Linked DNA regions of Mus musculus: regions 2, 3, 4, 5 and 6 are each linked to region 1. Evidence: chromatin contacts called from public HiChIP or PLAC-seq and promoter capture Hi-C data. All regions are on one chromosome and are shown on one strand. Each heading gives the region's core, a stretch centred on a gene start, on an enhancer-like site or on the middle of the called end of the contact. The rest is flanking DNA. Distances are from core to core; before and after follow the strand shown.

Region 1 (5,134 bases), core at 1,518-4,017:
TTCCTTTTCATACCAGGTCTCATTTAGCTCAAGCTAACCTCAAATTTGCTATGTAGCCAAGATAGGTCTTGAACTCCTAACCCTGCCTTCACCTCCTAAGTGGTGGAACAAAGTTAGTTGTCCTAGAGAGTATCCAAGACTCCAGTTCCACCAGCGTTTTGGTCACTGTATTTCCTGTGAACTAAATGTCAATGTGGGTTTTAGCAAGAATATTCCTTAGGTATTATTAACTATGGCAATTTTATAAATCCTAATTTAAATACGAATAGTGTTGATATACTACAAATGATTGAAACAATATCTAAATAACGTTTAGCAAATCCTGGTTTTTTGGGTTGTTTTTTGTTTTTCGAGACAGGGTTTCTCTGTGTAGCTCTGGCTGTCCTGGAACTCACTCTGTAGACCAGGCTGGCCTCAAACTCAGAAATCCACTACCTCTGCGTCCCAAGTGCTGGGACTAAAGGCGTACGCCACCACGCCCAGCCTGTTTTTTATTAAAAGGGACTATAGCTTCCATCCTTCATAGGCTGAGTAATGCTCATGAGCCTACTAAGCAATGCCAGTAGGAGTTAGCTAGGAGGTCAAAAGTCAGCAAATCGGCAACAATGTAAGCCAATGGTGCAAGTATTCAAGTTTCCACACAATTATCCCCTACAGCCCTGAGGCCCAAGGGTTGGCAAGAGAATATTACTCAAAAAAGTTGAAGTCAAATCTTCTTTTGCAAAAACCAGAAGACAGTGTGCACAGGAAAGCAAATGACGAGGTGACAAAGCCAGACAATGTTCAAGATTGGTGATAAGAAAAAAAAAATCATACTCCTGACACCCTTACTCAAGACAGGTTTTACTTGTTTCCATATAGCCTCAATTTCAGGGTCCACCAATTTTGCACACAGAAACTACAAGGTTCAGGGTTTGATAGCACCCTCATCATATGCTTGCTTTGTTGTTCCACTAGCCATACCTTTTTGGAGAAATGAAGGGAATGCAGAGAAGCAACACAGCAAAGACCTCTGCGTAGAGGAAGGTGGCAACTGTAGTCCACTGCAAACTCATCCTGTGACTTAAAGGGTTCCAACAGAGGGATGGGAGCTTGTTTCCTGGCAGGATACAGAAGAAACAGGAGGAACCATGAGAGCTGGAAAGTCACTGACAGGGACTGCTCAGGGACCCTGGAGAGGCTGGGGCTGCTATTCTTCACAACAGACCACAGGATTCTGCTTCAGAGCTTTTGAAACCCTGGTTGAAACAGGGTTTAACCCAACAGCAGACACTTGACCAATGATTCTAGCCAGCCAACAAACTTCCCTTGCCTGGGACAGTTACTTGTGCCCCTCCAGCAAGTATGTTACTATGACTAGGTACTTTTGTTCATGATTCCTTTCCCCGGGGCCGTCCAAGAGACTCTTAAGCCTGTTTAACTAAGAAAATGTTTCTCATAAGAATAGGAGAACCTTCTCAGCACCCATCAGGCTCCCTTGTAAGGCTAGACCTGTTTAAGAAAATGTTTCTCAAAAGAACAGTACGTAAACAGAAGGACCTCAGCACCCATTAGGCTTCCTTCCAAGAGTAGAAGCCTCTGCTGCCAGGAGCTATACATGTCTTCCAGTCGCTTCTACAGTGGGACTGGGACTGCAGTGTTCATACATGTATTTTCTGCAAACGCCACCACCTAAGCCTCTGCACAAGAAAGCAGGCCCATTTCCTCCAGAGCTTATGAGGGGCTGATAACCCTAGTAGCCTCCAGCCTCCTTCTAAAGCTGCTTTTGAAAACTAGATAGGCCTTCCGAATGCTCGCACGAATGCACAGGGTGTAGGCCTCCATTTACTCTCAAAAGGCCCACAAGAGCGACTCCTAGAGGGCGGGAATCCAGGCCAAAAGCAAATACAGGTCTCCACAGAGCACGTCCAGGCCTTACCCAGAGAAAGTTCCAGAACCAGAAAGTCTCTCCCGAAGCCAAAAAAGGGACCTCCCTGCATCCCTAGCAAGCCACAACGCCCAAGTCCACAGCGCCAGGTGGCTTTCGAGGAGCTGGGCCTACCTGGGCAGCTCTTCTGGGGGGGGGTGGGGAGGACTGGCCCCTGTCCTCGCGTCCCCTAGAGTCCCGCTCCACCTACCTCCACAACATCCCTATGCCTGATCCTGCCCTAAACTCCGAAGTCGGCCCGGATCCCTACACTTCCCAGAACCCACAGTATTTCTGGGATGCTCGCCTTCCTCCCTCATGAAGGGACTGGGGGGGAACCTCGTTGGTCCGAAAGTCAGCCATGCATGCGGACCCAGCTTACCGAGCTTCAGCCTACTCGCACGCCCCACCGCAACTACCAAACTCTCACCAATGCTCAGGCCCGCCCCCTAGCCCGCGGGCGGAAACCGGAAACGCGCGTCAGGCCCCGCCTACAAGTCCTCTAGAGGCCCCTAACGGCTCCGCCCATTGTCGTTTCCCGCCCCGCCCTTAGGCGCGGCCTGTTGCCAAGGTCTAGAAAGGAAGTAGAGGCTGACGGTTGAAGGCCCCCTGCCGCGCCTCTGACACTTCGGACACGCAGGGGTGGAGCTTGGAGGCGCCTTGGCGGGAGGGCTGGGGCCGCTTCTGTAGTGTACGCGGACTTGCTTCGTTTCTGTTGTCGGAGAGGGGGAGGGGTCCAACGGTAGGGCGAGAACGGGGTGGGGCACCCCTAACTCGGACTCCGCCTCTTGCCTCAACTCCGCCTCCTCTTCCCCATCACCACCCCTGGGGAGGGGTAGGTGGGTGGGGATTCTGGGCCTTGGCGTAGACGCTGTCGTTACTGCCGGGCTGCTCAGCGGACAAACACGCCTGGTGCCCCGGGGAGGGGCGTCACGGGGGGTGGGGGGGGAGGAGCAGTAAGAGGAGGGAGGTGGAAGGAAAGACACAGCCTCTCTCCTTAAGACCTCTCGAGGCTCTGACCTCAGGGGCTAAGGGGACAGTCTGTAGAGGGAAGCCAGTTCCTCCACCCGGGCTGCCTGAAGAGGCCACGACCCTGGAGGATTCTAACCCAACCGATCCAGGGGCCCCAGCACCACCGCGAGGGCCTAAAGCAACAGTCTCAGGGATCACTTCAAGGTTTCCAGTTGCCTAGACAACGAGCCCTGGGTCAGAGCAACAACCCTTCCAGGATCTGTCTGCAACTGTAGCCTCAGGCAGCAGTTCCAGCCCTCAGCCTGCTCACCAGTCCAGGTGACATGCCGGTGCTCTCCACTCCCCGGCCCTCACGGGTGACCACGCTGAAGCGCACAGCTGTGGTCCTGGCCCTCACAGCCTATGGAGTCCACAAAATCTACCCTCTAGTACGGCAGTGTCTGACTCCTGCCAGAGGTCCTCAGGTGCCAGCTGGGGAGCCCACTCAAGAGGCCTCTGGAGCCACCGCAACCAAGGCTGGCATGAACCGGGTATTCCTGCAGCGGCTCTTGGCGCTCCTGAGGCTGCTGTTCCCCCGAGTCTTGTGCCGGGAAACAGGGCTGCTGGCCCTGCATTCTGCTGCCCTGGTAAGCCGAACTTTCCTGTCTGTGTATGTTGCCCGCCTGGACGGCAGACTGGCCCGCTGCATTGTACGTAAGGACCCGCGGGCCTTTAGCTGGCAACTGCTGCAGTGGCTCCTCATCGCCCTTCCTGCCACTTTCATCAACAGTGCCATCCGCTACCTAGAGGGCCAGCTGGCTCTTTCTTTCCGAAGCCGTCTAGTAGCTCATGCCTATGGACTCTACTTCTCCCAACAGACTTACTACCGAGTAAGCAACATGGATGGACGACTTCGAAACCCTGATCAGTCTCTGACAGAGGATGTGGTAGCCTTTGCTGCCTCTGTAGCCCACCTTTATTCCAACCTGACCAAGCCACTCCTGGATGTGGCTGTGACCTCCTACACTCTCCTTCGAGCTGCCCGATCCCGAGGAGCTGGCACAGCCTGGCCCTCAGCCATCGCTGGCCTGGTGGTGTTCCTCACAGCCAACGTGCTTCGAGCCTTCTCTCCCAAGTTTGGGGAGCTAGTGGCAGAGGAGGCACGGCGAAAGGGGGAACTGCGCTACATGCACTCTCGAGTGGTGGCCAACTCAGAGGAAATTGCCTTCTACGGGGGCCATGAGGTGGGGCAGGTTGAGATGCTGCTTAAATAGCAGAGGAGGTGGCTGGGAGACCTATTGCAGTCAGCTATAAGCAGTAAGGGAAGCCCAACAAGGCCTTCTCAGGCTGATGTTAAAGTTGTAGATAGACACTGGGACAAGCTTGGGGGTAGGCTTTGGATGGCTATAACCTTAAGATGCAGAAATGGAGAAATGGCACCATTGGGTGGGAACTTCCCTGTGCTGGCTGCCTGCAACCTCCAAGCCACTTCTGCTTCCTTGGTAAAATTGTCTTGGACATTTTGGATTCTAGCTTTGGATTCTAGTGATTTGTGATGCTACTGGTCCAGCTTACTCCAATCTTGCAGTCAACCACTCCTGCAGCCACCTGGGAGGAATTAGACTCCTACCATCTCTGGGAGCATAGGACAGAGCCTGCTTCCTAACCTCTCTTGCCTCTCTGAGCCCTTTGAAGGCTGGCGTCCAGCAGAGTTGGCTGGCTGGGCTGTCCAGTATTATGGGCATGACTCAGCCCAAGCAGAGGTTAACAAGCAGAGCTCAGCACAGTGGCTACAGCAGTAGTGTTGCTGCTCAGGGTCAAGGCTGTCAGAACCCCAGGCACGTCGGGTTAGTTACTGACAGGCTTGGCAAGCAACCTGCCTAGTTGCCTCCCTCCCTCCCAGGGATAGGGATACCTGGCCTCTGCCATAGAAGCCTGACAACCTTTCTCACCCCCACCCCTGATGTCCTACCCCCAGTGTAGCCACCCTTCCACCCAGATCCCAGCTACTTTATGAGGTGGGCTAGGGCCAGGGATGCCTGGCAGACACTGAGAAAGGCTACTTTAAACCAGTGTAAACTTTATTCTCTGACAGCCCCTCCCCTTCTTTGTGCCTCTTGTGGTTGCAGCTGCCTCAGGCCTTGTTCAGGCTTCTGGTTTCGGTTCCCTAGTGCTTGGGGCGGGGGAGGGATACAAAAGCACCATTTCATGAAGGCCTGTGTGTTTCCTGGGTCAGGTAGCCACTTGCCCCAGGACCTTGTCCCATTGGCTGCATTT
Region 2 (5,134 bases), core at 965-3,464, 680 kb after region 1:
AGGTGAGACCCATAATGATGATTAGGGCCACGATGCGCAGGGGGCCTGCAGGCAGGATAGACACAGAGCAGGACTATCTTAGACATCAGTGAACAAAATCTGCAATAACCCACTACCTCACATGACCAGATCTCCCCTTCTACTTGGGAACAAGTGATGGTACGATTGGGAGGTGGGGGACCAATCGATATCTACCAGACCCAAAAGAGAGGCTTGAACTTCCTCCTAGTAGACGGAAGAACGTGAGTTCAAACCTTGAGGCTGCTCTGTTTGGGTCTCCCCAGCAGGTTTGGAGGTGCCTTTTAGAACTCATGCTCTGGGAAGGTTTCATAGCACCAACCTCAGCATCTTGCCTCTGAAATTATCAGAATATTTACAGTTCACCCATCTGCTTTGCCTTTCCTCTTGTTCTGTTGGAAGCTCTATACTCCTTGTAAAGACCAGTCCTTCTACCTGCTTCAGGATCCATCAAGATATCTCCTGTCTCAGATACATTGTGCTAAGACTTCTTTCTATCTCACTTTCTCTCATATTATCAACAGGTCCTAACTTAGTAAGATAAAGATGAAACAGAGCTCCTGAAAGAAAAATCTCATTCTTTGATTCTTCATCTTCCTCTTCTCCACCAAACTCTTTAAAAATTTATATTCTGGCTTGGGATATAGCTCTGTGGTAGAGCATTTGCTCAGCATGCATAAGACCCTGGTTTCCATCCCCCAGCATACACATAAAAGTCATCTACATTGTGATTTCTATTACCTCACTCCCCAACTCTCTCCCAAAATTCTTCCAATCTAGTCGTGCTCCCATAACACCAACTAAATAACCTTCCAAACAAGACCACCTATGACTTTTATGATGTCACATTTCTGATTGTCTGACTGCTCTTTCTTGACACTTCACTACTAGATTCCAGGACAGTACTGTCTCCTGACCCCATTCTCTGGGACTCCCTTTGTTGGTTAGATTGTGTTCCATTACTCTCTCCTCAAAAGGTGTTCTTTTCCAGGCTGCCTTCTCCCATCTTCATACTGTATGGGAGATTTCACCATGCAGCAATGACACCTTACACCTCCAGCCCAGATCTGTCTTGAACTCATATCCTCCCAGCCAGTTCCTTAATGTCCAATTTGGACTTATCCACAAAGCTGCTACTTTACCAGTTTTCAAATTCTACTCTCACCCCAAACAGTCCCTCCAAGGCACATTCATGTTTGTAGTCCAGCTGACAGCAGAGCTACCACTTAGATCATACCCAACCTCAAAGGCACCTAAGTCAGTTCTCTTCTGGCTACATCTCTCTATCTCTACTATCCACTCCTCTCCATCCATTCAATCTCTGGAGATTTTATATATATATATATATATATATATCCTTAACTTATATATATTGATTATATATATTATCAACATCTATCTATATCTATCTCTCTATATAAAATCAATCCTTATAGTTTGGGAAGCTGAAGTCCTCAGAGGTGAATTTGCTCATAAAATGAGTGCTTGTGCACAGTCATCCATTAATAAATAAACAAACCAGTGACCACCCAGGCCTCTCCTAACACAGGCACTAGGACACCTGGCCTCTCTTCAGTTCGCTGTGGAAGCCACCCACCTGCCAACCTCATGTCCACTTCTCCAGCTGGGTTGAGATCTCCCGCAGGTGCACTGTTTGGGAACTGTGGGTTCTGGGGGGAATGAAACAGGAGAGAGTAGGTTTGGGGGTGGGGGCAGTGGCAAGTCTGTGCTGGGAGCGATCGGTGTTATGACTTGTTCCTCCAAACACCAGTCCAGGCTCAGTTCCTCGTGAGTGCTGGGAGAAGTCCTGCCTGGCCAGGAGAGCCTTAGGAATCCGTTGCGCCTCACAGTCTGGCTAACAGACTCCAGGACTGGAGCGTAGCAATGATTCTTCTCCACCCGGATCCCTCCGGTGCTAGGCCCGGGGCTCAGGTCGATCCGCTCGAGGCTGGTGGCAGAGATTGGGCGGGCCAAGGATGTTGTCTGGGTGTAGGGAGAAGCAGACCGGATCAGGGAGTTACCCAGTTGTCTCGCTCTGCCGGCTAGGTGAAGCAAGTGAGTCACGTAGAAAAGCTTATCAGGCACGACAATGGCCGCCCGCAGAAGGCCACAGCCCACAGGCGTCGCTCCGCCATAGGCCCATAGGCTGTGCTGTAGGTCCGCAGGTCCTCACGGAGGCTCCACCTCCAGACCGGCCTCCTCCCTCTCCTCCAGAGGCTGGGTGGGAGGTGCCGAGTGTGGCTGTGCACTCCTCTTGTGCTAAAGCTGAGCCGCCTAGCTTCCTACAGTGTCACTGCTTCAAGATGAAATCTCCTTCTAGACTTTGAGGTACTATACACTTTACAGTTCATGTTTGCTTAACTCTATGTAACCCAGGCTGTTCTCAAACTTGGAGCGATTCACCTGCTTCAGGCTCTCAAATGTTGGAATTACGGGCATAAAACACCAGAGCCCCCATTCCCACTTCCTCCACACGTCCTCTTAGGTGAGCGATCTATTTCTATATTTGATGAGCTGAAGCTCCGATTGTGACTTGATATCAGAGCTTTCATGGCTCATAAGAGGATGGATGCGGGGACACAGATAATGACTTAAGGTTGATATGTGTTCTTTAAGAGCATGGACGGTTCAGAAGCACATGCGGAGGTAAACCTGAGCCTTTGGTTGCTTTCTTTCTGCTTAGTGTTCTTTCGTGAGAGCGTTCTGTTTTATGTATCAATCAGTGAAGGGATGTTTGGAACATTGCTCCTGACCCTCATGTTTGAGCCTTTTCCCCTGACCGCCTACAGTGCCAGGGCAGCTGGGCCAGTCCTTTTAAGCTGGATCTATCTGTGTCTCAGGCAGCTGCATTCCTGTCCTTTGACCCAATGGTCTTACTTACAGGAACTCCACCCCACTTCCATAATGCTCCAAAATACAGAAAAGTTTACAGAAGCACTGTTTTGGTTAGATGATAGCGTTTTCAATTTGGTTACACTTGTAATCTCAGCACTTGGAAAGTGGAGACGGGAGAGGAGGATAAAGGGTTTAAAGCATCCTCGGCCACTTAGCAACTTTGAGGTCAGCCTTAGCTGCATGAAACCTGTCTCAGGGAATCTGATGTCTTATTCTGACCATCTCAGGCGCCAGGCATGCATGTGGTACACGTACCACATGTGGTACATGTAGGGAAACCACTTATATAAAAAAAATAAAATTTCAAAAATTGTAGGAAGCTGGAGAGATGACTCAGTGGTTAAGGGCACATACTGTTCTTGCAGGATACCCGGGCTGGATTCCTTACACTCACATAAGGCAGCTCACAACCGCTTCAGGGGATCTGGCACCTCTCTGATCTCTTCCTCCTCTTCCTCCTCCTCCTCCTCCACACACACACACAAATAATAATTAATTTTTAAAATAAAACATTAAGTAAAGATAAAATAGTAACAGCAACAACAACAAAATGAATATTAAAAAAAAAAGAATACAGTAGTTTCCATATTGACTGAGTACTTCCTCATAGGCACTCTCCAATGCTTGTGGTCAAGGGCATCTGTAGACCAGGCTGGCCTCAAATGTACAGAATGATGGAATTAAATGCCTTCTGAATGATGGAATTAAAGGCGTATGCTAACACACCCAGTCCTGCTACATATTTTTTGAGATGGGAATTTCGTATATTCTTTAACTCACTATGTTTCCAAGGATGTCCTTGGACCTCTTGCTTATACCTACTTAGTTCTGGGATTATAGGTGGAGATCCAGGTCTTTTATGACTCATGGGACAAACTTTCAGTCTATTTTCTCCAGGACTTTGTGTGTGTGTGTTCTGAAAATTAAATTTATGGCTTTTGACATACATATGCCTTATGGCTGACACAAAACCTCAGCCCTTTATCATTTAAAATGGACAATTAAAGCTAGGGATGGTGGCACATGCCTTTAATCCCAGTATTCTGGAGACAGGGGCAGGTGAATCTCTGTGAGTTTGAGGCTAGCCTGGTCTACAGAGTGAGTTCTAGGACAACCAGGGCTACATAGAAAAACCCTGTCTTGGAAAAAATACAATTAAATGGTTAAATTATATTCACATATATATATATGAATGAGATGCATAAGCTGGGGCATTCAAGTCTTGGCATTACATGATAGGCAGTAAAGGAATGCTATCCTTCAAAACTGATGTTTGTTTGATACATCTGGAAAAGGATCTTTTTGACCTGGGGAGAAATAACTCATTCTGTAATCAGAGGCTAGTGTATTTTTACAAGCTGGCCATAGCTGTCTGGGAACACTCGGTTGCCTCTTTCTGATAGCTCAAGAATGGGAGCCTTATCACTTCAAGGGCATTAATTTTCTGCCTCCTTCAAAGGTAGGGGACATCTGCACCAAGGTGGGAGTGCTGGCTGTTTAACTTGGCATGGGGACTAGGGAGTGAGAGACTCAGCGCACAGAGACAAGGGTGGGTTACCTTGTGTCTCTTCACTATGACACCTGTATCTGCACACATGCACACTAACTTTAAATACATGTAATGAAATCAGAGTGAAGTGAACACAAAAAGGCTCACACTTACTGTGCATGCAAAGATAACCTTGAACTCCATGTTCTCCTGTCTCTGTTTCTTTTTATTTATTTATTTATTTATTTATTTATTTATTGTATACACTGTAGCTGTCTTCAGACACTCCAGAACAGGGCACCAGATCTCATTACGGATGGTTGTGAGCCACCATGTGGTTGCTGGGATTTGAACTCAGAACCTTTGGAAGAGCAGTCGGCGCTCTTAACCGCTGAGCCATCTCTCCAGCCCCCCTGTCTCTGTTTCTTAAATGCTGGGATTATAGGATATGACAGCATATCTGGCTCTAGTCCACATTTTCAACATTTGACAGATAAATTTTATTAATTTTTAAATTTTAAATTTATTTTATTTGTTTTATTTTATGTGCATGGCTGTTTTGCCTGCGTGTATGTCTGTGCACCACGTCTATACTTGGTGCTTTTGGAGGCCAGAAGAAGGTGTTGCATTCCCTCGAGCTGGAGTTACAGATGTTTCTGAGCTGTTATGTGGGTGCTGGGAACTGAGCCTGGGTCCTCTGAAAAGGCAATACATACTCTTATCAATGAGAAA
Region 3 (5,134 bases), core at 1,385-3,884, 610 kb after region 1:
CTCTCTAAAAAAATTTTAGATTTATTTGTTTTCTATGTATGAGAGTTTTGTTTGCGTGTAGGTAGGTATTCATGGAGGTTAGAATAGGGTGTTAACTGGAGTTACAAATGATTTTGAGTTACCATTCAGGTACTCAGAACCAATTCCAGGTTCTCTGCAATAGCAATAAGTGTTCTAAACCAATGAGTCATTTCTTTAGCCTTCCATCTTAAAAAAAAAAATCCAGAATCTAGGTACCTTCCATATATGGGGAAGAATAGTCTTTATACCATCTAATATAAGCATATAAACACTTATATACCATCTAATATAAGCACTTATATACCGTCTAATATAAGCATATAAACATTTTCCTGGTCTTTCATGTATTTTAGGATGCTGTTCTTCACCTTATTCATTGAAAACAGTGTCAGCAATTGAACTCAATACTCTAGCCAATCCCAGAACTTGGAAGGCAGGGGCAGGGAGATTACTGCGAGTTTAAAGACAACCTAGAAGAATATTGGTCTACATTTCAGTGAGTTACAGAGCTACACAGAAAGTGTCTCAAAAATCCTAAAAGAGGGTTTGGGGAGATGGTTTAGCAGGTAAGAACCTTTGCTCTGTAAGCATGTGAAAATGAGTTTGAATTCTCAGCACACATGTAGAAAGTCAAGCATAGGTATACATGCATCCACAAACACAACTTTGGGGGAGCAGCAACAAGTGACAATAAGTCACAGAGGGAAAGAAGAAGACAACAAATGTTCTGCTCTGGCCTCCATACATGTGCAAAGTACAGATGCTTTCCACACTCATGTACTGACACATATGAATACAAAAGAAGTGCAATCCCAATTTTTGGAATGGTGGTAAAGGTAGAAAAAGTTATATGATCATTTCTAAACAAACAATACATAGAAGTGTTTCTAGTAATGTCTTAGGGTTTTACTGCTATGAACAGACACCATGATCAAGGCTACTCTTATAAGGACAACATTTAATTGGGGTTGGCTCACAGGTTCAGAGGTTTAGTCTATTGTCATCCAGACAGGAAGCACAGCAGCATTCAGGCAGGCATGGGGCTGAAGGAGCTGAGAGTTCCACATCTGGTTCCAAAGGCAGCTAGCAGAAACTGACTTCCAGGCAGCTAGGTATTAAAGCCCACACCCACAGTGACACACCTATTCCAACCAGGCTACACCTCCTAATAGTGCCACTCCCTGGCCCAAGCACATACAAAGAAGTAAGCAAACAGCCCAAAGAGGAAAACAAAAAAATGTGTCAGTTGATGAAAGAATAAATAAAATGTGGCTTACCCATGCAACAGGATATTATTTGGCCCCAAAAGGAAGTCTTGATCCATGGTACAACTCTGACAAAACCTGAAAATATTAAAAGAATGAGTCGACATAAAAATATATTTATATTGTATAGTTCCATTTATTTGAGATATCCTTAAGAGGCAACCCCACAGTCAGTAAGGACAGAGCGTTTCCCAGAGCTTGGGTATATATATATATGAGGGGAATTGAGACTGATAGCTAACTCCTACAGAGTTTCTTTTAGAAGTGATGAAAATGTTCAAGAATTAGATGGCAGAAATGGTTGCACATCTTTAGGATTATATTAAAACGCCACTGAATTGTCTGTATACATTAAATACAGGACTTATATGAAAACTGAATTATATCTCAATAAAGCGGTTTACAACGGAAAAAAAAAGAGGCTAGAAAGATGGCTCAATGGTTAAGAGCACCTGCTACTGTACTGCAGCTCTATGGTGTCTAATGCTCTCAGATGGTCTTCTTGGGTGCGTGCGCATGCACACACAAAGAATAACTGTAGCAGTGGAAAATACTTGTATTCCAGAACATGGGAAGGTGAAGCTGGAGGATCACTGTAAGTTCAAGGCCAGCCTGGGGTACAGTAGGAGGCACTATCTCAACACAACATGGAAAAAATGCAGCTGTGATGGCATAGACCCATAATGATCCCAGTATTGGGAGGATGAAGCAGAAGGGTAGTCAGTTCGAGACCACTCTGTACTAAAGGGAAAATAAATTCAAGAAAAAAAAGAGAAAGCAATGGAATTAAATCCCAGATTCAGCAGATTCAGAGTCATGGTGACTTGCTGAGGAAAGAACTAGGTGAAAATGGCTATAAGTTGCAGTACTCCAAGCTTCGTGGCGGGTATTAGCCCACCAGTTTATGGATCATTGGAGAAAGAGCCCTGAGTTAGGGGGCAATCTTTGTTTGTGCGGTTTTGTTGGACCGGCCAAAGCAATATCTTGCAACAGTAGCAGGTGGCCACGGGCTCCTGGAGGCGCGCACTCCAGGCCCAAGGGGGTGTGGCGCGGCCGCGCACAGATTCCAGGGTTGCTGAAGGCAGCAGGCGGGGAGCTGGGGGTGTGGAGAGGCCCGCGCCTAGGACTCAGCCATTGAGCAAAGGGGGCTGTTCTCAGGAAGGGATCCCCAGAGACCCATGAGAGGCTTGCTTCTTGCACTAGAGTCCTGGGCCCCAGGGCCTAGCGGCCTCCCCCAACCGCCATGCGCTCTGCTTCTTAGGGCCCCGGCCCGCCCTCTCTGGGAGCCCCCTCCCGGTGTGGTGGTACGGTCCGGGTTTAAAAGGCCCAGGCGGCCGCAGGCCAGCCCAGTGTGTGGGCGGCGGCGGTTGCAGATTTTGCAGCGTGCGAGGCGAGGCTGCGGGGCCAAGCGAGGGGGGCGGCTGTTGGGCACGGGGCGGGGGGGCACGTCCACGTGGCCACGGGTGGCCACCCCGAGTCAGTCGCGGTGGAGGGACAGGTAGGTGGTCGCCATCCTTAAAGCCTGTGCGCCAATAGTCTGCTGGATGGCAGAGGTTTCAGACAGCCTGGGGGTCCAGATGGTTTCTGGGGTCAGGCCCTGTCCCTCCCTACCTCTCCAGACCAGGCTTGCCAAGCACTCCGTACCCTGAGCGGGAAGAGACAGCCAACTCGATCATAGTCCTATTGGTTGATAGAACCCTTTTGTAGAGGAGGAGCAGCATCTCTGAGCATTGCTGTAGCCTCTGTATTGACTAAGGTATCTGCGGGTCTGCTCAGGGTGCCCCCATTGGGGGCAGGACTGGTTGGGTTCATGGCATAGAGGGGAGCATTGTGGAAGAGCGGGCTGTGGACCTGCATATTTATATGGAGCTTTCCTCATCATCGCGCTCTTTGCTGGCAGGACTGTAGCAGAGGGGCTGGGTGCGACTGTGATGCTTGAGGTTGCCACTTAGAGGTGGGGGCTGGGGTGGGGTCTTGGGCTGCCAATTACCACTTTCCAGGTCTCCTTTCCAACCTGTCCCGGCCAGTTCCTAAAATTTGGCTTTTCTGTAGAGTGTAGAAGAGGTGAAGGTAGGGTGCAGTCGCTTTTCTCTTTTGCTTTCCTTTCTTCTCTGGTTGTTGCATGAGGGGTCTGGGATGCAGACCCGACAAAAGAGCCCCAGAGCGCTGATCACTCTGAGCTGAAACTTGGCACTTTCAAGCTGGAATTGCTCCATGTTCTAGCAAATGCTGGCTTTTCTTTCTCTTTGCTGTGGCCCCCACCCCCCACCCCATTCTGAGTCCCTCCTGTGTCTCTTGGGAATTGGGCACTGAGAGGGTAGCACTGAGCTCTGCCCCATTAGTTACAGAGACACTGCTCTGCTGTCTTTGCAGCCTGGGGCTGGCTGGGTGTGGCCCGGGGGGTGAATGCCAGCATTGGCCCTATTTGTTTAGGGGAAGGGGTAGTACTCCATAGCCTTAAGGCTTCAACTGTATTTGAGGATGCTGGTTTCTACATATAATACTTCTGGGACTCTCAAAAGTGGGTTATACCCTTCTGCCAATATCCCTCTCTGACTAACCTTTGGCTCTTCAGGGAGAGCCACACAGGCCTGGCAGAGCATTTGTCTGCCTGTGTCTGAGCAAAGCTTGACTGATGTCTGTCTCAGCGAGAGTCTTGGCTTTGTGTTGCAGTGGAAAGGCCAGACAGCAGACTCCTGGATAAGCAGCCAAGGCCCTCAAAGGGAGAAAGCACCTGAGGCCATGAGTTGGAGATGTAGTGGCACTGAAACCAGTCTCAGGCCTTAATTCTCCAGAGCTTTGCTCTAGGACTCCTGCTAGCAGTGCCACTAACAGAGAAGCACCCCTGACCCCAACTTGTGTTTGTTCTCTCCCTGCATTTCCTAGTGTGTAATGTTAGGGTCCCAGTTCTGGGAGAACCTTCCATTCCATCTTTTCTAGCAGCTGACTCTGATGCCCCCTTGGGTGTGGCCCAGTTGAGACAAGGCCTCTTGGCTTCTTTCCAGTACAGGAGTGGGAGATGATTGATGGCCTGCAAGCTTGCCTGTGCTTGTCACTCATTCATTTGCCCTATTAGAGGCCCCTCCCCTCTTTCAGCCTCAGTCACCATCTGGGGCTTTATCATGTTGGATGAGTTGCCTGCCCCTCGATAGCACTGAACCTGGCCTGCCAGGTTCACTGGGTCAGACAGGGCAGAAGGAGGGAGAGTAGCTTGGGCCTGGGGCTGATTTGCACTTGCTGTCTCTCCTCAGGCCTGTCCCTCGTTACAGCTGCTGGTCATGCCCACTGTCTGCCTTCTCCCATTGCTATTCTTCACCATAGGAGGGTGCCTGGGTAGCAGCAGGCCATTTCGTACCTTTGTGGTAACAGATACCACTCTGACTCACCTGGCTGTGCACCGAGTGACTGGGGAGGTGTTTGTAGGTGCCGTGAATCGAGTTTTCAAGCTGGCTCCAAACCTAACTGAGCTACGGGCCCATGTCACAGGGCCCATTGAGGACAATGCTCGCTGCTACCCACCTCCTAGCATGCGTGTGTGCTCCCACCGCCTGGTGCCTGTGGACAATGTGAACAAGCTGCTCCTCATAGACTATGCAGCCCGTCGTTTGGTAGCTTGTGGCAGCATCTGGCAGGGCATCTGCCAGTTCCTGCGTCTGGATGACCTCTTCAAGTTGGGTGAGCCCCACCATCGCAAGGAGCACTATCTGTCAGGGGCCCAGGAGCCTGATTCCATGGCTGGCGTCATTGTTGAACAGGTCCAGGGGCCTAGCAAGTTGTTTGTGGGCACCGCTGTTGATGGCAAGTCTGAGTACTTTCCCACCTTGAGTTCCCGTAAGCTCATCGACGAT
Region 4 (5,134 bases), core at 1,556-4,055, 590 kb after region 1:
TGGGCAGTGTGATTGTTAGTTTAGGGAGATGGAATATCAGGTCTAGGGACTTTCAGATGGTATACAGGGTAACCAGTGGGGAAGGAATACCAGTCCAGTGGATTAGGTTTTGTTTTTAGGGCTGTTGAGAGAAGGCTTGTTGGATGTTTCTACAGGTGGCCCGTGATATAACCATGGTGGCTGGGGGTCTAGGTCGCCAGCTGCTTCAGACTCAGGTGGCATCTCCTGCGATCCATCCTCCTGTGAGTTACAATGACACTGCCCCAAGGATCCTGTTTTGGGCACAAAACTTCTCTGTGGCATACAAAGACGAGTGGAAAGACTTGACCTCCCTCACCTTTGGTGTGGAGAATCTTAACTTGACCGGCTCCTTCTGGAATGACTCCTTTGCCATGTAAGGGTTATAGGAAGAGAAGGAAGGGCTATCCTATCACACATGGTCTTCCTGTCACTGTGAGCTCAGTACAGGACAAGGATGTGGGATTATGTTTGTGTGGTATGTTCACCAAGGACATAGATGTCACAGTATCGCAGGGTGATATTGCTGGGAGGTTACTGGTGAGGGAGCCTCTTAAGAGTTTGGCCTTCTCATGTTTTTTTAGGTATTGGTTGTTGGGTCCTGAGCTTTTATTACCACATAGTCCCTTGGGATCCTGGACCGTTTTTGAACCCAACCCCTGGGACTGCATGTAGGCAAATATCAAACCAACTGTTAAAACCAGTCCTAGGTTTCCTACCCTTGAAACCTCAGCAGGCAGCTGAATAACCCCAAGAAGGAGGCCTAGGAACCAGAGGAAGGAATCCTAAGTTGGAGATGTGAAACCTAATTGTTTCACAACTGCTCCTGATTTGCTTATGACTGGAACTTTACTTTTCCCATATGGTAAATGGGGACACTGTATTGGCAGGTGACTATAAGGATGGATCTAGGGCAGCTTAGGTTGGAGCCAACCTGATGAGGACCTTCTTAAGATCCTTCTAGAGCCTGACAGTACTCCTCTGCCTTGTTCCATAGGCTTTCACTGACCTATGAGCCACTCTTTGGTGCAACAGTGACATTCAAGTAAGTTCTGTTGGCTGAAGTTTGTCAGGGCTGGCGTGTCTTCACTCTGTTCTGTTCATCTGACATCTCTGCATCCCCTGCCTCCCAGGTTCATTCTGGCTAGTCGCTTCTATCCAGTGTCTGCCCGATATTGGTTTGCCATGGAACGACTTGAAATCCACAGCAATGGCTCTGTTGCCCATTTCAATGTTTCCCAAGTCACAGGACCTAGCATCTATTCTTTCCACTGTGAGTACGTCAGCAGTGTGAGCAAGAAAGGCAATCTCCTTGTGACCAACGTGCCCTCAGTCTGGCAGATGACTCTTCATAACTTCCAGGTATTGAAAGGGTGATGGGCCCCAAGCTGGTGGCAGTAAGGGGAGGGAAGAAGGGCCCAGAGAATCTCAGTATGGTTTGAGCATGTAGCTGAGAGTTCCAGCCTTGTGCAGTCTCTGAAGGTATAGATTATTCATTGATTCCAGAATCCCAGCTCTTACTGTGTGTGGAACCTTGTGGAACCATCTGATCCATGTCAATGTGTCTCCTAGATCCAGGCCTTCAATGTGACTGGTGAACAGTTCTCCTATGCTAGCGACTGTGCTGGTTTCTTCTCTCCGGGCATCTGGATGGGTCTGCTCACCACCCTCTTCATGCTTTTCATATTCACCTATGGTCTGCACATGATACTCAGCCTAAAGACCATGGATCGCTTTGATGACCACAAGGGCCCCACCATCACTTTGACCCAGATTGTGTGACATACACCTGAGAGGAATTGAGGGAGTATTGGTGTCTAGGTTGTCATGTTTCTGTTTTGTGACACAGTGGATGGAAAGGTTTGTCCTCTTCCTACTATAGCATGAACCCTACATACGCCACCCTCAGTCTCTCTTGCTTCCTCTTTAACCCGGAGAGGGACTCCCCTGTGGCTATCCCCCATCTCTACCAACAAAGTGTATTCTTCATAGATATTAGATAAATCTTCCAGGCTTCATCATCAAGAGGGGAAGGGACCTTAATTCTAGGGTCTCCCCTTTACCCTCTCTCCTTATTTATTCTTGCCCCTCTGCTATTATTCCTTGCTGTTTATAGTGCTTTTGTGTAGTAAATGCTCACTCCCCAAGCTTTATGGAGCTTCCAGCAACAGCCATGAACTTGAGGTTCCTTGAATTTGCGAGGTGTGGAAAGACTACTTGACTGTCTGTCCAGCTTAGCTGTTATGTTTTTTGGGGGGGAGGGGTGATGTGTTAAGAGTGAGTGGTACACTGGGGTTTATTTCTGTGGCCTGGGAAGGAAGAAACCATCACGAGGATTGGTGAACAAAGTGTGCTCACTGGGTTTCTGGATTATTCCCATAAAGACTGCCTGTCAAGAGGCCGGAGGTGTGTGTGGGGGGTTGCTCTGTTGTTTCCTTCCTAATAAAATAAAGACGTGTTGCCTTGTGTTGGGCTTCGTGTCACTCATTTCTGCACTGAACAGTAGATTTTTTTTTCTTGACTGAAGGGAAGAAGTGCTCAGATGTAGTCCAGTCATGCAAGAGGTGAGAGAGGAAGGGTGGGAGGGTCTTCAGTAAGCTGATACTCTTAACAAACCTACTTAGAGTAGAGGCTTGTTACTTTTCCTGGCCTTGGGAGGAATCCTGACAATGGTAGCTCCGCTACTGTGCAACAACACACAGCAGGGCTTCCATACCTTGTGTTTCTCCCAGGGGGCGGTACGGGAGCGCGCGGGGCGGGGCGGGGCGCGCGCGGCTCCCGCGCAAGGATCTTTCGGAGGACTCAGCACCTGCTGCCGGCCTGCCCCGCCCCGTATTTTTCTGGGCTCACGAAGAGCCCCGATAACCCCTGCAGTCATTCTGGTGCTGGGACCCAGGTGACAGAAGCCCTCCCAGAAAACAAGCAAGGAAATGATGACTGGTTGGGCGGGGCGGGGCCAGCGGAGAGAGAGAGGGACTCATTAACGCTGCGTAGGGATCAGGAGACAACCGACAGACGCCATCTTTGGTTCAGTGCGGCGGCAGTGACAGAAGCAGCGGCAGGGGCAGCAGCAGCAGCGGCAGTAGCAGCAGTAGCAATAGTAGAGGTAGTGGTAGCGGCTGCTGTGGTGAAGGAGGAGGAGCAGAGCGGACGCTGGTACCAAGGCCTGATCATGGATGAGGAATACGATGTGATTGTGCTGGGGACAGGTCTTACCGTAAGTGCCACTTCAGGCTCTCATAGCCCTGCATCATGCCATCCCTCCCCACCCCACGCCATCCCTCCCCACCCCACTCCATCCCGCATTGATGCAGAGTCCGGTATCCGATCCATCCTCCCATCATCCTAGCTCCAGCCCTGGGAAAACCAACCCCATGCCCAACCCACTACCTCACCCTAGGATGTCGATTCCAGTTCCCAATTCTCTGTAGAGGGCCCCACTTTGTCCTGTGTTCCTGCACTCTAGTACTTAACCTCAGACCCCTATTCTTCCCTATCTCTATCACCGAGGTGGAAAACTCACCCCCCCACACACACAGTGGAACCATTGCACCCAGCCCCCACCCTTTGCCTGAACTCATCACCTGCTCCAAGGCCTTGATTAGCATCCCTTACCATCTTGTGATCAAACTAGGGGATGGAATATGAAGATGGGTATGGGGACATTACAAGGGTGGGCCCTCATCATGCTTTTCTGCTTTTTGGGATGGGATAGGAAACCCATGGAATGTTCCAGAGACAGCAGGAGTGTGTGTGTGGGGGGTGTGGGGGGGGGGTAGTGACCACTTTACCTCTGCCCCAACTTGGTTTCCCATGGAGATCTCAGACTGAATATATATCCTCAGCCTTTGTCCTTGGGTTAGTGACTGACTGGTGAGGGTGTTTGTCTCTTCCCTGCCCCCGCCCCCCCCAACCCCCACCCCCGGCCTAAATCTTTTTAGTTTGAACCCTGAGTCTAGACCAGTGGATAGGGCCAGAAGAGAGTCAGGGGCTCCTGCCCTTTGAAGGAGGAGCAGGGTGGGGCCTGGGATTTCAAGGACTTGGCCTTCTCTTTCAAAGGTCCTTTGAATTGGTTCTTCTTGTAGACTCATTGTCTTTTTGTGGGCTCAGAGAAGTAGATACTTCTCTTGGCTTGTTGATGCTGGAAGACTTGGAAGCTGAAAGCTCTGCCCCCCAAACCTCCTTTAATGCTCCAGTAGTTTACTCAGCAGGGTTGTAAAGGAAACATCATATGAAGCCATCTTCTCCTCCCCAGTTTTAGGCACTGAAAAGAGCTGCATTATAAAATTGGTGGTGGGCATGAAGCAAGTTGGAGGGTTATGGGGTATAGCTGCAAATGTCACTCCTTCCCCAGGAATGCATCCTGTCTGGCATCATGTCTGTGAATGGAAAGAAGGTGCTGCACATGGACCGAAACCCCTACTATGGGGGTGAGAGCTCTTCCATCACACCCCTGGAGGAGGTAAGATTTCTTATTCTTAGACCTGGGCTTAGACCCAGATCCTTGTTAGTCTTCCACATAGGTATAAGGGGGCGAAGTAATTCTCAGGTACTGGGCAGGAGAGTGGGAAAGGGCGACAGGTCCTTGACATTTTTCTTTCTTTCCTGTCCTGCTTACAGCTATATAAGCGCTTTCAGATACTGGAAGGGCCCCCTGAATCAATGGGCCGGGGCCGAGACTGGAATGTTGACTTGATCCCCAAATTCCTCATGGCCAATGGTGAGAGAGATTAAAAAGATGCTGTATATGGTTTTGGGGGTGGTGAGTGGGAAGACGGAGTGGGGAGAGATTGGTCAATCTCAAGAATATGGTCAGTCAGACTACTGAGAGTTTTTGAAGGAAAACACAACAATGTCCCTTATTTCCTCTGGACACAGGTCAGCTGGTAAAGATGCTACTATATACAGAAGTGACTCGATATCTGGACTTCAAGGTGGTAGAGGGCAGCTTTGTATATAAGGGGGGCAAGATCTACAAAGTGCCATCCACCGAGACTGAGGCCTTGGCTTCTAGTGAGTATGAGTCTCCTTAACCAGAGAATAATGGGGCTGGATGAGACAGACTATTTTCAGGACAGTTAGGCAAAAGGCTCATCTTTGCCTGAAACTAATCTTA
Region 5 (5,134 bases), core at 1,516-4,015, 550 kb after region 1:
GGAAAGGGGGACAATGCCTTCAGCAGAGCTCCCTGAAGCAGTGGGGTCACAGCATTTATATCTCACCAGGATCCTTAGGGTCCTACCTGTGCCTAGGGACATATTGGGAACAGTTTCTTTTTTTTTTTGGTTTTTTGAGACAGGGTTTCTCTGTATAGCCCTGGCTGTCCTGGAGCTCACTTTGTAGACCAGGCTGGCCTCGAACTCAGAAATCCGCCTGCCTCTGCCTCCCGAGTGCTGGGATTAAAGGCGTGCGCCACCACACCCGGCTTGGGAACAGTTTCTGAAGACCCTGTTCTCTGAGAGCCTGGCCATTATGTTCTATGTGGCTCCATCTCTACTGGGGACCCAGATGGGGAAATTAGAGTAAGAGGGAACAACTGATAAGCCAGGATGGGTACATGAACCCAGTGCCAGCTAGCACCTGTAAATAGGTCAAGACCATGCCTATTTACAGAGAGGCCCATGAAGGAATCCCACGGCAAAGGCACCAAGCAAAATGTGAGAGGGCAATCCAAACCCCTGACCCTGGTTCTCTGAGACCATCCCAGACAGGAGAAGCCTGGGTACTTGCTATCACCTTATTCTCTACCTTCTAATCAAAGTATGGGAAAAGTAGCTCTGGAAGACAAAACAACACTGAGTGTGTGTGTGTGTGTGTGTGTGTGTGTGTGTGTGTGTGTGTGTACTGAGCCTGGCTGTATCTCAAAGAGCTGAAGGACACTCTGCCCTGTACACTGGCTGAAAGCATATCTCATGTAGTACAAACATCCTCATACAGGGAAGGCCTGGGAGACTGTGCTCCTGGGGATCAAGACTTACAAAGCAGGGCCATGCAGTTTCAAACATTTATACACATAAAGTAAATACATGTAAGGGCTGAAGAGATGGGTTAGCTGTAAGAGAACTAGTTCTTGCAGAGGATCTGAGATTGATTCCTAGTACCCACAGGGAGGCTCACAACTGTCAGTAACTCCGGTTCTAGGGGATCTGACACCCTCTTCTGGCTTCTGCCAGCTTCAGAAATGTATGCTGTACACTTGCATGCTTGCATGCAAAACACTCATACGAATATAAATGCATGGCTGGCTGTGGTGGCACAGGTCTTAGATCTGCACACATAGGTATGTGGATCTCTGTTTGCTGAAGGCCATCCTGATCTACATAAGTGAGTTTCAGGTCACCGGGGCTGACACACTCAGATCCTGTCTGAAGAAATAAATGTTTAATTGAAAAGGTGGTCAAAGCCGGGCGTGGTGGCACACACCTTTAATCCCAGCACTTGGGAGGCAGAGGCAGTCGGATTTCTGAGTTCCAGGCCAGCCTGGTCTACAGAGTTCCAGGACAGTCAAGACTACACAGAGAAACCCTTTCTCAACAAACAAACAAACAAAATGAAGAAAAATGTGGTACATTTGCAAAATGGAGAAACCCTGTCTTGAAAAACCAAAAAGAAAGATAAGAAAAGGTGGTCAAAATATATAGACTATTCTCATTTATCTCTCTCCAGCTAAAGAAACAGCCACCTCCACAACTGCACAAATACCAATCAGGTGGAGAGGACTGGCAGGACAGAACTGTTTTCAGAGGATAGATATCAATTTGTGAAGCCTCCAGGAACTGGATAAGTGTCACAGGGAAGCTATTTGGCAGAAGCAATCTAGTAGCTCTGGTTTGTGGCTGGGAATCTTAAATGTGCTGGAACAAGCTGGGCACATGTAACCAGGGAGCGGCACCATGGGATGTTGGGAGGGAAGGCCCTTGGTCCCTATACTTTTGTTCCTATCATGTCTCCCTAAGTGACACAAGAGGCACAAATTCATAGAGTCTGAGTGACTGATGATGCTCAGACACGTGCTCCTAGATCAGAACAGTGTTCCCGTTCTGGTGCCTCCCTAGATTGTAACCTTATATGGGAGAGTAGTTAGTGGTTAGCTGCCAATCCTTCTAGACACACCCAGATGTACATTTTGAATTCTTCATAGTGAAAAGAAGAGGTGTGCTACACCTAGTTTTTCTCTCGGAATCTGGGGCAAAGGAACTCCGACTCTCCTACTAGGGCGTGGCCCACAGCACCGCGACCCTCCTGGGGCTAGTAGGAAGTAATGATATCGCCATCGTCTTTGCCCAGTCTCCAGTCTCCCTAAGAACACGTCTTTTCCTGAGAATTAGAGTGGGGCGGGCCCAACTAGCGAGGAGGACAGTGAGCGCCTAACGGAGATTTTTTTCCTCTAAGGGAGATTTTAATTGGTCTCCTGAAAGCAATCAAGCACCTATCATGGTGCTCTTTGTTGGCTCTTAGACGTCAGCTTTGTGGGTGGGTCTCCAACCTCCCGGGTGACAAAGGAACTTCGGAGTCCCTACCATGGAACGTTCGCGCCATTTCCTGTAGCCTTGAGGAAGGCCTGAACCAGCACTCTAGAGCCCTGTAAGCAAAGGAACACCTCCGTGACGGTCCAGTTCCACTGAGAAAGACTCCCCTTTTCAAGTCTTAGAATATTGGCAATCATACGTAATAGCAAAACCTGTCAATGGCTCTCCGCCCAATATGGCCAGGCGGAAGCTGGTTTCTCTTGCCTATGTGTCGAAATCCCATTCGCCAGCATGCAGTTCCCTATTCCGGTATCCAGTCACCAATAAGCTCTGTGCTTCGTTCGGTCCCGCCTGGTACACATGCGCAGAGCAGCGCTGCATCTATGATCTTAGCGTCTGATAGAGCGTCGACACCACCCCCTGGCTGTAACTCTATGGTTGTTACAGTGGAAGATAGGCCGCCTATATAAGGCGTGAGCAGGCGTGGGAGCGTCTCTTTTCCTCTGGCGCGGTGAGTGAGTTCGGTCACGGTTTTTTACGATGGTCTCGTAATTTTTCTTTGGGATTTTTTTTACACTTATTCTGTGTCTGTATTCTTTGACTGTTTCATTACAGCCACCGACGATCCTATTGTCATCATGGGCCGCCGCCCCGCCCGGTGGTGAGTGCTGAACCCATGCAATCTTCCTACTGTGAAAACTGAGGGAAAAATGCATTTCTTTCGAAAGACTTTTTTTTTATGGGTGGACTCTCTGCCACTTAGAGACCCTGAAGTAAAGACTGACTTCGGGTTTTCTTTAATACTTTACTGGGACCTTTATTTTGAGGCTGTGGGTGGCGTTACCCAATACTAAAGCGCTTGGGTAGAACTAGCATGTCCGTGTGCATCCAATCCTCTGCGTCGCAAATGAGCCTTTTTACAACGCCTACCAGGCCTTCTTGGTCACTTTTGCGTCCGTCTTTTATTTCCGGCCTTGAGCTTTGTGGTTTTTAACAGGACACCAAGGGCTGACCAGTCCGTAGGCGCCGCCTAAACGCGTGTCCTGAAGAGGACGCCATATTCTCTTAACGTGGCTAAGGCGGGTCTTCTGTCACATGCTAGGAAAATTGTGATATCTCACCCAACTCTGGTTAGAGGGTGATGCTAGTGCATGATTCTTTTTCTGTTTTATAATTTGTGTAATTGTTTAACAACAAGTTGCCTTAGAATCAGTTACCCTGAATGGAAACTGGATTCAGAGCTGGTTTAGTCCTGTTGTCACCATTAATCACACCTGAGTTTCCTTCCTTCTATAGTTACCGGTATTGTAAGAACAAGCCATACCCAAAGTCTCGTTTCTGCCGTGGTGTCCCTGGTAAGTAGTGACAAACTTCGAACTGGATCGGTGTTTGTCTATTCCCCACTTCTCGAGAACTTTAAACCACGTGTTTTTCAGATGCTAAGATCCGAATCTTTGATTTGGGACGGAAGAAAGCAAAAGTTGATGAATTCCCACTTTGTGGCCATATGGTGTCAGATGAATATGAGCAACTCTCTTCTGAAGGTGAGACAGCTCCCATTTGTTAATTGGCTCTTTTTTTTTTTTTTTTTGGTTTTTCGAGACGGTTTCTCTGTAGCCTTGGCTGTCCTGGAACTCACTTTGTAGACCAGGCTGGCCTCAAACTCAGAAATCCACCTCCCAAGTGCTGGGATTAAAGGCATGGACCACCATGCCCGGTGTGTTAATTGGCATTTCTTGTGTACTTGTGGATTATATATTATAATTTATTCAATGTCCTGACACCCTGTTTCACTGCTGTTATTTCCCCATTCAGCACTGGAGGCTGCCCGTATTTGTGCCAACAAATACATGGTAAAGAGTTGTGGCAAGGATGGCTTTCATATCCGAGTGAGGCTCCACCCTTTCCATGTCATCCGTATCAACAAGATGTTGTCCTGTGCTGGGGCTGACAGGTAAGCTGGTGTTTTATTTGGTTTTGAGACAGGGTTTCTCTGTATCCCTGGCTGTCCGGGAACTTAATGTACACCAGGCATATCTGAGATCTGCCTGCCTCTGCCTCCCAAGTGATTAAAAACCACCACTGTCCAGCAGTATTTTTAGGGATTTCTTTGATTTTTTGTGCAGCTAATTAAGCCGACCAAGTCCCCTTTTCCCATGGGGACTTTGGTGTGCAATGGTTGCAAACAGCAGCCTCCTTGGTAGTGTATGTAGCCTATTATCTATATGGGCTGCCTCAAGGGACCTTGGAGACAATTTTCTGGCAGTTGGTAATCAGGCCTCTGATCACAATGTTGTCCCTGATCTAGGCTCCAGACAGGGATGCGTGGTGCCTTTGGGAAGCCCCAGGGCACAGTGGCCAGGGTTCACATTGGCCAGGTCATCATGTCCATCCGAACCAAGTTGCAGAACAAGGAACATGTGATTGAGGCTCTGCGAAGAGCCAAGTTCAAGTTCCCTGGCCGCCAGAAGGTAGGTAGTGGTATTTAAGTTCTTCTGTTTTCTTGCTCTGGTCCTCCTTGCTGAGTTTGTTATTTTCTATTTCCTTCTAGATCCACATCTCAAAGAAGTGGGGCTTCACCAAGTTTAATGCAGATGAATTTGAAGACATGGTTGCTGAGAAGCGGCTCATTCCTGATGGCTGTGGTGTCAAATATATCCCCAATCGTGGTCCTCTGGACAAGTGGAGAGCCCTGCATTCCTGAAGGCTTCAATAGTTCTCCTATACCCTACCAAATCGTTCAATAATAAAATCTCGCATCAAGTTCGCTTATGTTTTTGTTTCTGATTCTTAAATACCATGAGGTTTTAAATTTGGTCAA
Region 6 (5,134 bases), core at 778-3,277, 530 kb after region 1:
TACCAAACAAAGCCACAGGCCCATCACAAAAACCCCCAAGGAGATCATAGGTCCTTAGTAGTCTCCAAGGGGAAGAACAAAGACAGACCCATCATCCCAGTAAGGTACATCTGGTCCCTCCCCTGGTCTGATTAGGTGAGCTATGCCAGCTTCATATCCCTCCCAAGAGGAGAGGATCAGGGCCCAGTGTTGGGAAGCAGCTTGGTAAGATGGCCCCGCCCCATCCCACCCCTTATCCCCAGCCCCTGGGCCAGCCGGCCCCCTCCCTCCCCTAATCACTGCTGCTTTCCAACATTTTTTTGCCTTATATGGCAAAGCTCTGGGAACTAGGCCTGCTCCAGCCAGCTCACAAGAAGGAGGGGAGAAAGAAGGAGGGAGGAGACCCCCCCTAAAGAGCTGGGGTGTGGCCTGCCTCCCCACATCCGGTTGCCCCCTTCCAAGACTTAGAAATGACTCAGCTGGCTAGACTGAGGCTGGGACTAGGGGTGAGTTTTCATACATCCACTGGCACACCTCTATGAGCATTTAAAAAAAAAAAAAAACTCAGCACTTAAAATCTGCTCTCTGAAGGGCCTTGGTCCCTCGCTGTTTTAACTAGCATGTACCATTCCAAAGTTGTAAGGATAATAGAAAACCCTTTGTATTATGGAGTAAAGGTCCACTCTTCTACTCTCCCTGTTCCACATTCCCAAGATAACAATTCTGGTGCCTGTCCATGAGCAGCCCCTACTTTGAGAAAAGCATGGGATCCTGCAAGAGACAATACCAATGCCAACCTCTCCAGTTCAAAGACTTGGGAACTGGACTAGCAGTAAACCCTGTGCACATTGGAGCACCTTTCAACCAATCTCTGCATTCTAGATGTACAAAACCAAGGTTTACAATGAAACAAGAATTTGATCCATGATAGACAGCAAAGCTAACAACCAAGTGCTCGTGCCTTTAGTCAACCACACTCATTACACCTGGAGTACAGTTTTGCCAGCAGTATATCTCTTTGCCCCCCTCCAAGTTCAGCAAAAAAAGAAAGAAAGAAAGAAAGAAACTGGGGATTTGAACTATCTCCAATGGGGAAGCATGTTCCAGGGCAAGAAGTTGAGGGAGTCCTACATAAATAGGAGAACAAGCTACAACCTTCACTTTAGAACTGCAGAGGCAGCCAAATGCTAGAAGGGTACTTTTAAAATTGTTGTAGGTGGAAAGCATGGGTATCCCAGGGATGGGGTGCGGCTCTCAGAGGCAGAAGCCTAGTCTGTGCCTGTCCCACCTCGGGTGCAGCGTTGGGGGCGCGGCCTACAGAGGATGTGAGCTCAGCCTGGGAGCAGGCCAGCAAGGCGCTGCGGGCGGGGGCGCGTAGCGGTTCGCATGCTCGCCAGGCCAGCCTTTTGTTCTCGAGGACCTCAAAGAACAAGGCGGCTAAGGGGCCTAGTGGTAGCCTTGGTTGTGTGCAGCAGCTAGGGAAGACAACTAGGAGAGACTCTAGAGGAGAAGAAAGGAAGAATTTGTTGCGACCACGCCCGCACCCACTCAGCGCCCCAGTGTAGCCCGTGCCCTCACCTATGGACACGAGCTTGATGCTCTCACGGTCCAGGAATTCAAGCGCCACCGACACATTTTCGAGCTGCATCTGGCGGAAAGTGGGTCTTTGGTTGTGCTTGCGGTGCATTTTCTTCTGGCTGAGTACCTCGAGCAGCGCGATGAGCCGCAACCCATCGCTCAGGTCCGTCTGCAGATTGGCGATGCGCTTGCTTACGCACTTAAGGTGCTCATTGCACCAGCGGGTGAATGTGTTCTGCTGAATTTTCTTCCACGGTGCATCTTCTGCTAGGTCTTTTTCGGTAGCCGGCATCTCCGCGTCCCGTGAATCGATACTGCCTCCCGGAGACGCAACCGCCGCACTCTGGCCACAGCGGGAGTGAGAGCTACTCATTTTGAGGCGCGAGGAACGGAGGGGCGGTGCTGCAGCTTCGCCGATGGGACGGCCCTTTAATTAAAGCAGTAGGCACCTCCGAGCATGAACGACGAGGCACAGAACAGAGGTTGCACTGCGGAAAGAGCGAGCCCTTTAAATGTATGCGAAAGGCGGAGCCAGAGGCAAAGTTTCCTTGGGGGCGGAGCCTCTGGGTGGGGCTTCTGGGCCGCGCCCGCCCCACCTCGCCCCTCCCGTTGGAATGCCCCACAACGCCCCCCGCCCCCATCCCCCGAAGCTGCCTCTGCACTCCGCCAAAAGCAACTCAGCCCCGCTGCTTCAGAAAGGGTCTTTGAGCCCCAAAGAGCACAAAAAGGTCTGGCAACATCCGCTACAGTACTACAGGAAACGGACCCCAGATCTAGGAACGCTTGAGCAATTCTGTCACAGAATTGCTCAGCTCCAGCAGGCACACCCTTACAAGGGACTTTCTTTCCCCAAGGTCCCTGCAGAAGGCGGAGCGAATAATGTCCCGGTATCACTTGGGCTCCGCCCTGACCCTGTACCCTCTTCTACATTCTCTATTCTTCCCGAGCTTAGGGTTCTCAGCCACAGTGTGATCCACAGCAGAGTAAAGCAATCCTGTGAGCGAACCCTTCCAGAGCGCCTAACGCTGCTGAGAGCTCTTTGTATGCTGTCAGACAGGGCTCTCATCACCTAACATAGACACCCACAGAGCCCTGGCACTCCCTACCCATCTCCTTTGGTCTTCCCAGTCTCCATGACCCTGGCCTGCACACCTGCACAGGCCCATTCCCACCGTCGTCTTCTCTACTGCCTAGTTCCATCCGCGAGGAAATGGGGCCAGCACTGGGCCAAGTGGCCACCAGCACTACAGGATCAAGCAGCTTTCCAAAGGTCCAGGGTATGCCAATGCACACAATCAGAGGGCGCCTGCCTGCCTGCCTGCCTGCCTGCCCTGTGATGCATGTAGATCTGTACACCTTGTACCTGCCATACTCACTGTTCTACCTTGGGCCCTGAGGAATTCTGGGGGGAGAGGTCTTCTCTGGCTGAACAGTCCCAAGCCTTGCTGTGACCCTAGAGATGTGGAGGGGCTCAGGGAGAGGGTCCCAGATTACTGAAGAAAGGAGAGTCACCAGACATCAAGGCTTGCTAAGGAGCCTGAGTGTGTTCCCTAAGTAGTGTGAAGCTACTCACTAAAAGTTAATTTAATGATAGATATTCTCTGGAGATAGTGATGAGGATGCTGTGCTGGGACAGAAAGGAGCGAAGATACAGAAAAAGAAAACTGTAGGGGATACTCCCAACCATCCTCTTTAGTTAAGGGGATTCATCTTACCTATGTCTTTCCCGTGGTAGACTTTTCCATCTACTTACTCTGTACTTCAAGCCTCTCCAGAATGTTAAATTGTTTTTCCAGAAAGACAGGCTTCTGTCCCTACTTCTCAATTCTAAGACCAGTGGCCGCCGGGGCTGGAGAGATGGCTCTGTGGTTAAGAGCAGTGGCTGCTCTTTCAGAGGACCCAGATTCAATTCCCAGCACCCATATGAAAGCTTACAACTGTCTGTAACTCTAGCTCCAGGGAATATGACACCTTCACACAGACATGAATGCAGGCAAAATTATGCACATAAAATTAATTAGATAGATAGATAGATAGATAGATAGATAGATAGATAAAGACCAGTGGCTGAAAGAGGCCTTGGGTTGACCAACATGTCATGCCCAAATATGGTTGACTCTCCCACAGCCTGGAGTGTCTTCATTGCCTGTGGTAGGGCTATGATAGGGCTTTGATCACAATGGGCAGAACCTTTCAGCATAGTCATCTTGAGATTGTCTATGATATCGCCAGTCAAATAACATTTTCAGTACAGAATCCCTCCCCCCCATTCTACCTCCAGTCACCTGCATAAATATCTGCACCAAGTGAGCCAAAGGTTGAGTTGGGGGACATGATGGCAGAACTGTGCAGGGATAACCCAAATGGAAACTTCCAGCCATGTTATTCAAGACACAATTAGGGTAATATTTTTGGTCCCCCTGATCTACTGGAGAGCAAAGCCCCATGTACGGAATTGCATTAATACATGATTTTTCATTCAATGCCATTTGGCTGGATCACATGAGTTCATTAATGTACAGAGAACAAGGAAAACTGAATCATAGTAATAGAGCACAAAGAACTTGAGTTTCCTAGCTTCCAGCCCTATGATTTGGCTATTTAGGGGGAAAAGAGGAAATGGGGGGGGGTGTCCTAGCCTTAGAGTGCACAAGTGCCACCACCAGATGTCGCTCCATCCCAAAGATCCAGATGAGGCAGCCCCAGGAAGCCAAAATCCAGCTCTTTCATATTTTCCCTTATTTGGAGTAGATTCTTGGATGGTAGACACACCCCGCCCACCTCCCCACCCCACTCCTCTCAGACCCCAGACCAGGCCCTCCCACAGGGAACTATAGGCCCAAGCCCACCAGCTATACTGGGATCCTGAAGAGCTATTTCTAGACCTGTGTAGCCAGGGGGCGCCAGGAGGGAAGGAAACAGAAAATCCCCAAAGTGAGACCAGTTCCCTTAAAGCAAATCCAGGTGTGGCAGAAGAGAACAGTGATTTCCTGAGCTCACACCTTGGCCAAACTGGAGCTGCAATTGACTGCGGGTGGATTCCACCCACTTTTTCTGGCCCCAGTCTGACTTTGGTATCTAGGAATGCTGATGCTTATGTCCTGGCCGTCAATGACATAAGCATAACCAACCTGAGACAGGACCCAAAACCCAGACTGAAAAATCTAGTTGGCCATGCCCCTGCCACAGCCCTGGAATCAGCTCCCCATAGCCAAACCAGCAGAGGACTCTTGTATCCACCCTTGTTTCATCTCTCTTGTGTCCACGTTTGACACTGACTAAAAAGTGTCCTTCCAAGTTGTCACTCACCCTTATCCTAATCAGGGTACTAGTCTTAAAAGACCTTTCCGGGATAGGTACACAATGACCAGTTTATGGGCACCCATGCCTGTACCCATCTCTTGCCAAACGCTCAGATACTAGCCCCCTTTTCAAGGACTCCCCCCATAGGCTCGAGTTCCTGGATTCCTGGACATAGACACAATAAGTTTGTGGTAAACTATGCAAGGCTATCTCTGGACACCAACGCAATGCCTGGGACCTGAGTCCACACCCAACCTGCTCCTGGTCTTGGCCT

The links. Promoter capture Hi-C pulls out the DNA fragments that hold promoters and counts their contacts. HiChIP or PLAC-seq counts read pairs in DNA pulled down with a chosen protein or histone mark. Capture Hi-C pulls out chosen DNA fragments and counts their contacts.
Region 2: an H3K27ac HiChIP or PLAC-seq map of double positive thymocytes shows a contact between it and region 1, with 12 times the contacts expected there. The contact joins the promoter of Fam3a here to the promoter of Abcd1 in region 1. A contact is called at or near these places in 8 of 39 promoter capture datasets (the C10 cell line, the HPC-7 cell line, hematopoietic stem and progenitor cells and 4 more), 2 of 484 Hi-C or Micro-C datasets (B cells and CD4 T cells), 3 of 115 datasets of contacts at active chromatin or transcription factors (cardiomyocytes, double positive thymocytes and large pre-B cells) and 2 of 9 other capture datasets (adipose tissue and liver).
Region 3: a promoter capture Hi-C map of neural stem cells shows a contact between it and region 1. The contact joins the promoter of Plxna3 here to the promoter of Abcd1 in region 1. A contact is called at or near these places in 9 of 39 promoter capture datasets (the C10 cell line, cranial neural crest, hippocampal neurons and 5 more), 1 of 484 Hi-C or Micro-C datasets (B cells) and 1 of 115 datasets of contacts at active chromatin or transcription factors (memory CD8 T cells).
Region 4: a promoter capture Hi-C map of liver shows a contact between it and region 1. The contact joins the promoter of Gdi1 here to the promoter of Abcd1 in region 1. A contact is called at or near these places in 6 of 39 promoter capture datasets (cranial neural crest, hippocampal neurons, liver and 3 more), 1 of 484 Hi-C or Micro-C datasets (B cells), 3 of 115 datasets of contacts at active chromatin or transcription factors (DN3 thymocytes, memory CD8 T cells and pro-B cells) and 2 of 9 other capture datasets (adipose tissue and liver).
Region 5: a contact with region 1 is called in a promoter capture Hi-C map of erythroid cells, with 6 times the contacts expected there. The contact joins the promoter of Rpl10 here to the promoter of Abcd1 in region 1. A contact is called at or near these places in 8 of 39 promoter capture datasets (3T3-L1-derived adipocytes, the C10 cell line, the HPC-7 cell line and 4 more), 1 of 484 Hi-C or Micro-C datasets (B cells), 2 of 115 datasets of contacts at active chromatin or transcription factors (memory CD8 T cells and pro-B cells) and 2 of 9 other capture datasets (adipose tissue and liver).
Region 6: a contact with region 1 is called in a promoter capture Hi-C map of erythroid cells, with 43 times the contacts expected there. The contact joins the promoter of Flna here to the promoter of Abcd1 in region 1. A contact is called at or near these places in 10 of 39 promoter capture datasets (the C10 cell line, cranial neural crest, embryonic stem cells and 7 more), 6 of 484 Hi-C or Micro-C datasets (B cells, CD8 T cells, embryonic stem cells and 2 more), 3 of 115 datasets of contacts at active chromatin or transcription factors (effector CD8 T cells, embryonic forebrain and memory CD8 T cells) and 2 of 9 other capture datasets (adipose tissue and liver).

What each region holds. Positions count from the first base shown.
Region 1 is chrX:73,713,830-73,718,963 of GRCm38.p6, forward strand. Abcd1 (ATP-binding cassette, sub-family D (ALD), member 1) reads left to right here and starts at 2,768. Exons shown (of 10, transcript NM_007435.2): 1 at 2,768-4,101. The coding sequence starts at 3,202. It overlaps Bcap31 (B cell receptor associated protein 31), which reads right to left and starts at 2,375. Exons shown (of 8, transcript NM_012060.5): 1 at 2,289-2,375; 2 at 964-1,099. The coding sequence starts at 1,055.
Region 2 is chrX:74,391,060-74,396,193 of GRCm38.p6, forward strand. Fam3a (family with sequence similarity 3, member A) reads right to left here and starts at 2,215. Exons shown (of 9, transcript NM_025473.4): 1 at 1,616-2,215; 2 at 1-45. The coding sequence starts at 1,628. It also overlaps a transcript of Ikbkg not described here.
Region 3 is chrX:74,326,432-74,331,565 of GRCm38.p6, forward strand. It overlaps Plxna3 (plexin A3), which reads left to right and starts at 2,635. Exons shown (of 33, transcript NM_008883.2): 1 at 2,635-2,784; 2 at 4,538-5,134. The coding sequence starts at 4,565. Gm39520 (a long non-coding RNA gene) reads right to left here and starts at 1,859. Exons shown (of 4, transcript XR_878127.3): 1 at 1,739-1,859; 2 at 1,299-1,364.
Region 4 is chrX:74,302,207-74,307,340 of GRCm38.p6, forward strand. Gdi1 (guanosine diphosphate (GDP) dissociation inhibitor 1) reads left to right here and starts at 2,806. Exons shown (of 11, transcript NM_010273.4): 1 at 2,806-3,235; 2 at 4,373-4,480; 3 at 4,639-4,738; 4 at 4,897-5,031. The coding sequence starts at 3,191. Atp6ap1 (ATPase, H+ transporting, lysosomal accessory protein 1) reads left to right here. Exons shown (of 10, transcript NM_018794.4): 7 at 156-394; 8 at 1,016-1,063; 9 at 1,152-1,380; 10 at 1,591-2,515. The coding sequence ends at 1,800.
Region 5 is chrX:74,268,051-74,273,184 of GRCm38.p6, forward strand. It overlaps Rpl10 (ribosomal protein L10), which reads left to right and starts at 2,766. Exons shown (of 7, transcript NM_052835.3): 1 at 2,766-2,824; 2 at 2,929-2,974; 3 at 3,610-3,668; 4 at 3,750-3,857; 5 at 4,129-4,267; 6 at 4,622-4,784; 7 at 4,865-5,085. The coding sequence starts at 2,952. The coding sequence ends at 5,017. Snora70 (small nucleolar RNA, H/ACA box 70) reads left to right here and starts at 4,442; the gene lies at 4,442-4,570.
Region 6 is chrX:74,244,507-74,249,640 of GRCm38.p6, forward strand. Flna (filamin, alpha) reads right to left here and starts at 2,028. Exons shown (of 46, transcript NM_010227.3): 1 at 1,558-2,028. The coding sequence starts at 1,930.